2 separate regions of the Mus musculus genome follow, and region 1 is linked to region 2. The links are chromatin contacts, called in public Hi-C maps. All regions are on one chromosome and are shown on one strand. The core of a region is the stretch at or near the end of the contact, and the rest is flanking DNA. Distances in the headings are between cores, read along the strand shown.

Evidence for each region. A called contact is a pair of places that touch in the nucleus more often than the background predicts.
Region 1: a Hi-C map of muscle stem cells shows a contact between it and region 2, with 1.9 times the contacts expected there. The contact joins two enhancer-like sites. A contact is called at or near these places in 1 of 39 promoter capture datasets (frontonasal cranial neural crest), 7 of 484 Hi-C or Micro-C datasets (B cells, bone marrow-derived DN2 thymocytes, bone marrow-derived macrophages and 3 more), 4 of 115 datasets of contacts at active chromatin or transcription factors (cardiomyocytes, embryonic stem cells and epiblast stem cells) and 1 of 9 other capture datasets (adipose tissue).

The regions. Positions count from the first base shown.
Region 1 is chr13:109,750,976-109,755,498 of GRCm38.p6, reverse strand. The region is part of intron 4 of Pde4d (phosphodiesterase 4D, cAMP specific); the gene reads right to left. Among named protein-coding and RNA genes, the nearest start is that of Mir1904, 150 kb to the left of the region's middle. Within about 2 kb of position 2,773, at least 32 of the 459 cell types and tissues checked have an H3K27ac peak or open chromatin away from gene starts, as enhancers often do. A contact at or near this core is called in muscle stem cells, where this site is marked.
Region 2 is chr13:109,630,792-109,635,419 of GRCm38.p6, reverse strand. The region is part of intron 3 of Pde4d (phosphodiesterase 4D, cAMP specific); the gene reads right to left. Among named protein-coding and RNA genes, the nearest start is that of Gm32703, 190 kb to the right of the region's middle. Within about 2 kb of position 2,794, at least 128 of the 459 cell types and tissues checked have an H3K27ac peak or open chromatin away from gene starts, as enhancers often do. A contact at or near this core is called in muscle stem cells, where this site is marked.

The sequences.
Region 1 (4,523 bases), core at 1,524-4,023, 120 kb before region 2:
AGCCTGGGTAACTTAGCAAGATCCTGCCCCAAAACAAATGTATTTAAAGGTCTGAAATATATTCAACAGCTTACATGAAGTTCTGTGCTCAATCTATAGTACCAATTATGTACATACACCATACACCACACACACACACACACACTCGTACACATGCACAAATAAATAAATGCCCACAAATGCCACTAGAATACTTTTATCAATAGAATATAAGATTAAATTATGATAATAATTGTAAATAGTCATCACCAATATGTAGCAATAGTTAATATTTATTAAATGACTCACTGTGCAAAGAATTTTAGAGCGAGTATCTCCTAGTTAATATCTATTTTGATTCAGGAAAGGGAGTCACAAGAAACACAAACCCTGTGTTTATAAAGAAATTTGAAGAGGATTCCAATTCAAGCCCTATGAATCACAGACGTGATTCCCCCTCTACCATGCACTGAGAGATGCCAAAAGCCCACCAGAAAGCAGCACTGACTCCACAGTGTAGCTCTCAGTTCACGAAAATATCATTCAACTGATAGTCAGACATTAATACATAATAATAAAATAAAATTAAACAACAAAATACAAACAACTAAGCTTCATCCCAGCTGTGACTCCAAAGCAGCTCAGCCATCCTGATGCCTTCACACCACACAACCTTAAACTAAATAACAGAGAAAGGAGTAAAAGAGCATTTGTGTACTTTTTGATCTAGAAATAGAATTCTGAGCTATAGTTAACTAAAGTGCTTACAAACAAGGCACAAGAGGATGGCATTCATCATCCACTTCCGGGTGTGTGGACAACAAGCAATGGAAACAGCATGTCACAGAGATATCCACAATAGTCCCCACACAGACTCACTCATCTTAAGTGTCTATCAATAGGTGGAAATATGCCTACCTCATAGGATACTACTTAGGTTTTAAAGAGAGAATCATTTGTTGTAAGAGGTATGAACCTGAGGTAGGCTATGCTTAGTGTAACAAGGCAGACAAACAGTGTATGACATCACATGCACGTGGACCCTAAAACAAAACAAAACAAAACAAAACAAAACAAAACAAAACAAAACCATGAACTTACAGGAAGAGAGTCTGAAGTGTTAGTTACAGGGGCCAGGAAATAGGATTGGGCTTAAAAAGCCTTATGGGAAATAAGTTCATGAAATTTATAGCACACATTGCTGACTATGACAAGCAATATGCACAATTTTAGATTTCCTCATCACAAAAGCAGTAACTAGATAACGTGATAGGTACATTAACAAACTCAATCCAATGTTTAGATTCATATTAAAACTATTATTGTATATCTTAAACACAGACAATGTCTCTCCTTTCTCTGTTATTTAGTTTAAGGTTGTGTGGTGTGAAGGCATCAGGATGGCTGAGCTGGTTGGGAGTCACAGCTGGGATGAAGCTTAGTTGTTTATATTTTGTTGTTTAATTTTATTTTATCATTCTGTATTAATGTCTGATTATCAGTTGAATGATATTTTCACGAAATGGGAGCTACACTGTGGAGTCAGTGCTGTTTTCTGGTTGCTTAAATACATTTAAGAATGAATGAAGAGCCTGATCTTTGAATCAACCCAACCAAATCAATCCTTAAGACCAGGTACAGTGGCACAAGCCTAGCACTTGGAAAGTGGAGGCAGGGGGATCAGGAGTTCACTATACAGTACTCAAAGCCAGCCTGGATGACATGAGACCCAGTTTCAGAAACAAGAAGCAAAGCTAGGGAGATGGATCAACCAGCAAAGCTTGCTTCACAAAGCTGAGGGCTTCAATTTGACTCCTAGAATCCACATAAAAAAAAAATCCAGGCATGGGGGTTCATTCTTGTAATCACAGCGTTGGAGAAGATGGACCCCTAGAGCTCCCTGTGAGGCCACCCACCCTACTGTATTTGGTGAGCTCCAGACCTGTGAAGAGCCCTGTCTTGAAACAAAATGTGTATGATGCCTAAGGAAGAATAGCTAAGGTTGTTCTCGGGTCTCCACATGTGTGTCCTTCATGTCCACATACATGTACCTGCACTCACGTGAACATACATACATGCATGCATACATACTTGCACGCATGTGCGGGAGCGCACACACACACATACACACACATACCTCAAAAATCAATAAGTAAGCACATAAATTACCAAAGCATAAATCCTTTGTTTTTGCTTCACGTATGTTCAGATCTTCATTAAGAATGTGCATTGAAGGCTAGAGAGATGGCTCAGTGGTTAAGAGCACTGACTGCTCTTCCAGAGGTCCTGAGTTCAATTCCCAGCAACCACATGGTGGCTCACAACCATCTGTTTCAGGGTCTGCTGCCCTCCTCTGGTGTGTGTGAAGACATCAACAGCATACTCACATTAAATAAATCATTTAAAAAAATCTGCATTGATGATAAGGCATAAAACTGAGAATTTATTACACAGTATAAGCAAACACTCTGTGGTCTAACATCGAATGTGTGCTGTAAAGATAGAAATTTTGGTTTCATGAAGGAAAAATACATGATACTGAATAAGCTCTATGTCAGTGCAAACATAATCCACTCTCACATTTGCAGACAGAAGTTTCAAGCTTCAAAGGAACTTAGTAAATGTTTGTAGACAGGAGCACAAAGCACATCGTACTATTTTGCTTAATAAAGACTGATGCATCAGAGAAAATTATCCAGGGATGCTGATGTCACAGTTGGCCACAGGGGACTGTGAGTCCTAGGCTGAGTTTGAAGTTCCTGACAGGAGGCAAAGGGCTGAGTACCCAGAGGGAAAGAGGCTACACAAGTGCCCTCACTCTGTGTTCTAGGAACAGGCTCTTCTTTCATAGTGTACGTTATTTGACAGGTCTTCCGTTTACTCTTAACGTCATTGGCCCTGTTCTCTTGGGTTTTCTCCAGAAAGCTCGTCTGTGTGGGAGATTTACGGCTAGGGAGGGCAATCTCCTTAAAGGTCTGCCTGCGGTGGAATGGGGCCAGTTAAGTTCGAAGAAAAGGCTTAAGAAAATAGAGAAGGCTTTTTTTTTTCCCCCTAAGTCTGCTATGTGCCCAGAGTGAAGGACAGACAGGATCTAATTCTCCAGACTCTGCATGAATGGATACTCTCACATTCCCACTCCAAGACAAGGAACCAGGATCTGAGAACCTGGGTTCAGAGCCAGTTGTACCCTTGGCAAATGGCAGAGATCATTAGTTTCCTGAAGCTAGCCTGAAACCTAGAGTTTGTCAGGCAGAGTGGGTACACTGGTCCCGGTCAAAGTAACAGTAAATCTAGACTGTGGAGAAGTGTTGGAAAGTTTCATACTCCTTTGGTTAGCTTATCCTTTTCCTGACATTATGTTTTTTGTGTGTGTGTTGTAAAAGAGAGAGAGAGAGAGAGAGAGAGAGAGAGAGAGAGAGAGAGACTCTCATATCATTAAAAATTAAGCTGACTATATATTTTAGTCAGAATTGCTTTGTTATTGTCATTTCCATGGCAAAATAAGCACTCAGAGACCTACGTTGGTCTCTATGGTGCTTTCTTGACATTGTAATGGGCCTTGAAATCCCAAGGCATGGAGATGTGCTATGTAGCTAAACAGGGACCTAGGCTTAAAAAGCAAGCAAGCAAACAAGCAAGCAAAAGAATCCACTGTGTTGTTTTGACCATATTGTTTCCTGCTTGCTCGAATGAATTTGGACTATCATAAGCTCCTCAGAAGTAAATACCAGAGTCTCCAGAATAATGCTGCCCAATAGAAATACTCCCCCCCCAATCTCCTGGGGAGGGAGTGGCGGGGGGGGGGGGGGTTGACTATGGTATCCACTATCCACAGGCAAATGAAACACAAGGCATCCTGAAAGCCTGCAAGTACCATGCAGGAACAAGCTGTGTGTGCAGTCTTGCTCTTCCTGGCTCACGCATGGTGGCTCACAGGTGGACTGAGAAGGACTTGGTCCACATGATACCCTGCATTTGCATTTCCCTCTTGTATTCGCAGAAGGTTGGTTGACTTGTTATGCCTCTGTTTCTACTTTCTAGACTTGGCTTCGAAGGAGAGGGTTGCTGCGACGACTGATGTGTGTTTAGCCCTGCCTTTACAGTATTTTTGGAGACAGAAACCTCCTTTTGGACCCAAGGTTGGGAAAAACCCCACTAGTCTCACAGTGATTAGGGGAAAGCTGATGCAGGGTCTGAGAGACAATCTAGTAGGGAATACCAATCAACGAAGAAGCCTTTTTACCAAGCCCAAACCGAAGCGTTCAACACACCAGAAGTCTGCAAGCAAAGCTTAGGGCCTGCTCCTTTGACTTGGATTTTCTGAAGCAAAATTATACTTGCAATGAGGCCTTTGTTCCCTGCATATCTATGATAGAGTATCTCCATGTTTCCTACTGCAGGGAGCTAGAACGATTCAGTGGCACCCCCTGGTAAAGCTTACCTCCAGGAACATACTACAGAACTACTGTTCTATCTGCAGCTGTGTCTCCTTATACGGCTCAGAGGATGATATGGGGAGAGACTGAGAATGGCTTGCAAAGGAG
Region 2 (4,628 bases), core at 1,545-4,044:
TTCAAAGAAAAGCATGATGCAATACTATGCACAGTTAAGAAAAATTACAGACTATATAAATATAAAAACATAAATATTGCCAGGCAGTGGTGGTGCACACCTTTAATCCCAGCACTTGGGAGGCAGAGGCAGACAGATTTCTGAGTTCAAGGACAGCCTGGTCTACAGAGTGAGTTCCAGGACAAGCAGGGCTACACCAAGAAACCCTGTCTTGAAAAACAAAAACAAAACACCAAAAAGTTGTCTTCCAGAAAAAATAATCTTACATGGGAGGAATCTAATGAAGAAATACTGGCTAGGGGCCAGGTCTTTCACTTGCTTCAATAATGAAATCATATCCAACATCTCTTAAAGGTCAAGGGAAACATGTTATTTTCATGTTTTAAAGACTATTGTGTATTAAAAAGAAAAAAGGGGAAATTCACAAAGTGGTTTAAAATTAAATTACATTTAAATATTTTTAATGAGCAGTTTATTGTTTTGACTTCACAGAATGCTATGCAGTACAACTGCATTCTCAGACGTAGCTGCAGTGTGCAAGCACAGGTGCTCACGTGTGTTTGTGTGTGTGTTTGCATGTGTGCATACACATGCATCTATAGATATGTAGTGACTCAGTGTATACTCTACTTCAAATGTAAAGCTATATGATAGCTTTATATATATATATTTATTTATTATCCCATATCACTGGGCTACATGCCTAATCTTTTAGAGAGCTGAGATGACTCTGGGGGTGGGCAACTGTATTATCATCTCATTCAATTTGATTTGTGAAAGGCATGAACATAAGAGCTAGGGCTGCACACAGTACTCAGTGACACCAGGGGAGAGGGAATGAATGGCTGTGTCCTACCTAAGGAAGTCACAGACTCCAAAGGAAAGATGATGCAGATCCCATCACAACAAACACAATGTATATAAGAATTCAATTCGTCACCATGCAAGGGATTGACAGATGGAGAGGAAATGAATGAGTGACAAAGGTTTCCTGGAGGGACCTGTCCCTTGACAGCTACTGGAGGTGCTATCTTCAGCCTCCGATTTACTCTAAATAAAGCATGTCAGAAATAAAGTGTGGGACACATAGGTAATGGAGAACCCCTCTTCACTTAGACCAGGTCACGTATTTGGAAAAGACCAGAGCTTGAAACAAGGAAATGTCTGTGCCTTTGATTTTAAAAAAAGGTGGTGGTGGCGGGGAGATTTTATAACTCATTTGTAAATCAAGTACCACTTCAACTCTGCATCTTTAAAGGGTAGGCCAGATTCTTCAGTTCATCCAGCCGCAGCTTTCTTCTATTCCCTCTACTCCGCAGGCAGATGCCCACAGTGTTAAAGAACTTGCTTTCAGATCTACATGGTAAGAAAAACCTAGAAGCCACACATCTTGGACACAATAATGTTGGAGGCTTGGTGATAGTACGTTCCGGGCATGCAACACACATAATCAGGCGTGGCATGTCAATAACAAGCAAGCCAATCATATTCCTTCATGCACACTTGCCACAGGCGCTGGCTTGCCAACGTTCACCAAATGTCTTAATAAATTAATACCATCATGACGGACGCTAGCTGTTTTCATTAAAAAAAAAATCTAGGGTGAAAGTTTTCTCTCTGGTTTTCAACAAATAAAATCATTAATGTTTTAATCCAAATTTAAAATGTTTTCTCTGTAGACAACATAGAACGTAATTTAACTAAAAACAAAAACAAAATAGTGTGTATTTCTGTATAAGTTTCTAACTTTGTTGGTAGCTGACCTAAATAACAAAGACCCATTCTTAAGATTATGCAAACCATTTCCCTTTTATTTACTGTGGCTGCATCAGCTCCCAGCAGCAGTACAGCCAGGTATTTGGTTAACATTAACTAGCCTTTGCTGTGAAACAAAGTTGACAATATGTAGTAGGCATGTGGTTGAGAGTTGTTATGTGACTTCCAGAGAACTCACTAGAAATGCAATACGCCTTACACCTTAACTTCGAAATTACGGTATCTCATTCTTTGAGACAAACTTTAAAGTGAGTCACCCAGTGGGTCACGGAGTTAGCTTCAGCTTTGCAATGTGGGTTTTGCCCTGTGAATAACAGCCCTGTAGTTTGCTATTGTTTGCTGGGCGAATTAAATCAGCAGCTGTTCTGAGTAGTTAAAAGACTTAGCTTACAGTTTAGCAAGCTTGTTTTCCAAGACAGGAATTGATTAGGCAAATGAATACATCCACCCCCCACACACCCCACCCCCCAATCCCAGAACTGTAACTAACTGACAAGCTTTGTCAAGTTTACCTTTCAACTCTCAGAATGGGCTCTGAGAGTTGGGCAACTTCCTGCGACCTCAGGAGGTCCCCACAAACCCAGGACTATTTCAAATGCTTACAATAGCCCAGGAGCTGAGCCGGACATTAACCCAACCATGTGAATGAAGGAGATTCCCTCAAAGTTTTACTTGTAAGGGACCTACAGCAGATAAAAAGGCCTCCCTTGCTACCAAAAGGAAATTGCCATACCTGTAGGACTTTGAGAAACGCAATCTTGTTCTAGTTCTTGGAGATGGTCCTGGCACTGCGACTCCCAGGGGATCCCAGACAAAAGCCATTTGTAAAGAGAGTGCTAAGAGATCCACAGGAACAGCAGAATGTCAGAGCAGATACTGGACCCTGGGGCGGGAAGGCCCTTCAGGCTGCAAGAGGCACTTGTGGCTGAATGAGGGCATTTCTTCAGTGTGGTGGTATGTGCTGACAGAGAGGTGGCAGGCTGGCTGAGGCAGGGCTGGAAAGGGTGGCCAGCACTTCCTGCTGCGTGACACTTGCCCTTTGCGACAGCGCTTGCTTCACCTAGACAGTCTCTTGTTAGTGTGAGAAACAACTCCCTTGAAACTGCTTTTAAATATAGCCCAGCTTAAACAGCAGGGCCACATGCCACTCCTGAAAAGCATAGCCCCCACCCCACCCCCCACAGACATGCAGATGCACAGACTGGGAGGTGTGGTTCAATGGGTCAACTTACTCTTAGTGTGAATGTTAAACAGTAGTGACCTGTAGTGAAAGGGAAAATTACACATGGACCCAGGACTGGGAAACTTGACAGGAGTATTAAATTTCAACTCTGGCTATCCAAATAATTTTTTCTTATTCTAAATTCTCTTAGATACATGTATGAATGTCGTTATTAGAAAACCTTGTAAAAAAAAAACTTAGTAATTGTTAAAAACAAAACAAAACAAACAAAAAAAACCCCTCTCCTCCCTGCCAGTCAGTGTGAGATGAAAACAGGCAGATCACTTTCAGAACTCCTGGCAACCTTTCCCTCAAAGGGATGTCACTGTGTCACCTTGCAGAGTGAGTTATAAGGAGTGACTTTGACAGCAGAGATCAATGTCTTGTCCCGTTCTTCGCTCTTGAACAGATCCCTTAAAACGTCCTTCTTTCAAGTCACATAAAGGCTGAGAGATCCACAGAGCTCAGTTGTGTGGTCTCAGAGTTCAGCGCGCGCGGCAGGGAGACATATATTTCAAGGTGTCCTCAAGGACTCAAGGCACCCTGGTGTCGTCATCACTTCTCAGGAGTCAGTGGTATTTAATGCTGACAACACAGCCTAATTCCATCACTCCCTGCCCAAGCACTGGCCTGCTTGTGACCTCCATTGTAAACCAAGGCAGGGCTCTACACATCCAGGATAAGATTAGAGAAGCTTGGAGAAACCCTAAAAAAGATGTTAACCCCCTCTGAACTGGACAAAATTGACTAATCGCCCTAAGGGACCATCTCCATGCCTACCAGGGTTAAAGACCCTTAACATTCTTTTTTTTTTTTTTTTCCTGGCTCCGATCCCAGCCTCACTAGGCTTAAGATTTATTTATTTTATGTATGTGAGTACAATGTCACTCTCTTCAGACACACCAGAAAGGGCATCAGATCTCATTCTAGATGGTTGTAAGCCACCACGTGTTTGCTGGGATTTGAACTCAGAACCTCTGGAAGAGCAGTCAGTGTTCAGTGCTCTTAACTGCTGAGCCATCTCTCCAGCCCCTCCCCCCCCATGCTCTCGTGATTTGGGGGGGCATTAAAATGTTAAACAAGCTGAGCATCGGGCACAGTGAGGGGAGGGGTTTCTGAAAAAGCTACATGCTTTGGAGATGTGCAATACAGAAGGTTTTTGCCAGTTGTGTTCTTTCGTTATCTGACTCACATACTCAGTAGGTGAGTGGTGGCTGTCTGGCAGATTAATAACGCTGATGTTCAAAGTTCCAATCTAAAAGAAGACTTCTGGGGGTCAGCTTGTTGTATATGATTGTTTCACAAATGGCCTTTGTGCTTTTGGGTAAGGCTCTATATTACATACGCGGAAGGCAGGTCCTAGGAGTGGAAGAAAACAGCCATCCCTAGGCCCTCGGTCTTTACGTTGTGTGAAACTCCACAGTTGCCTCTTGGTTCCCATTGATCTATTAGTTTCTATCAGGGATAGCTCTTGGGCAATGCTGCCCCACTCCTGACGTAGCACCACAGAGATAGACAACTCCTGTTTAGCAGAATGGCTTTGTATGGTGCTAGAGCAAGGCCATGTAGGAAAACTGGTAGACTTGTCAGGTAGAGAGGGATCTTGAGGGCTCATGGAAAGGGGAGGCTG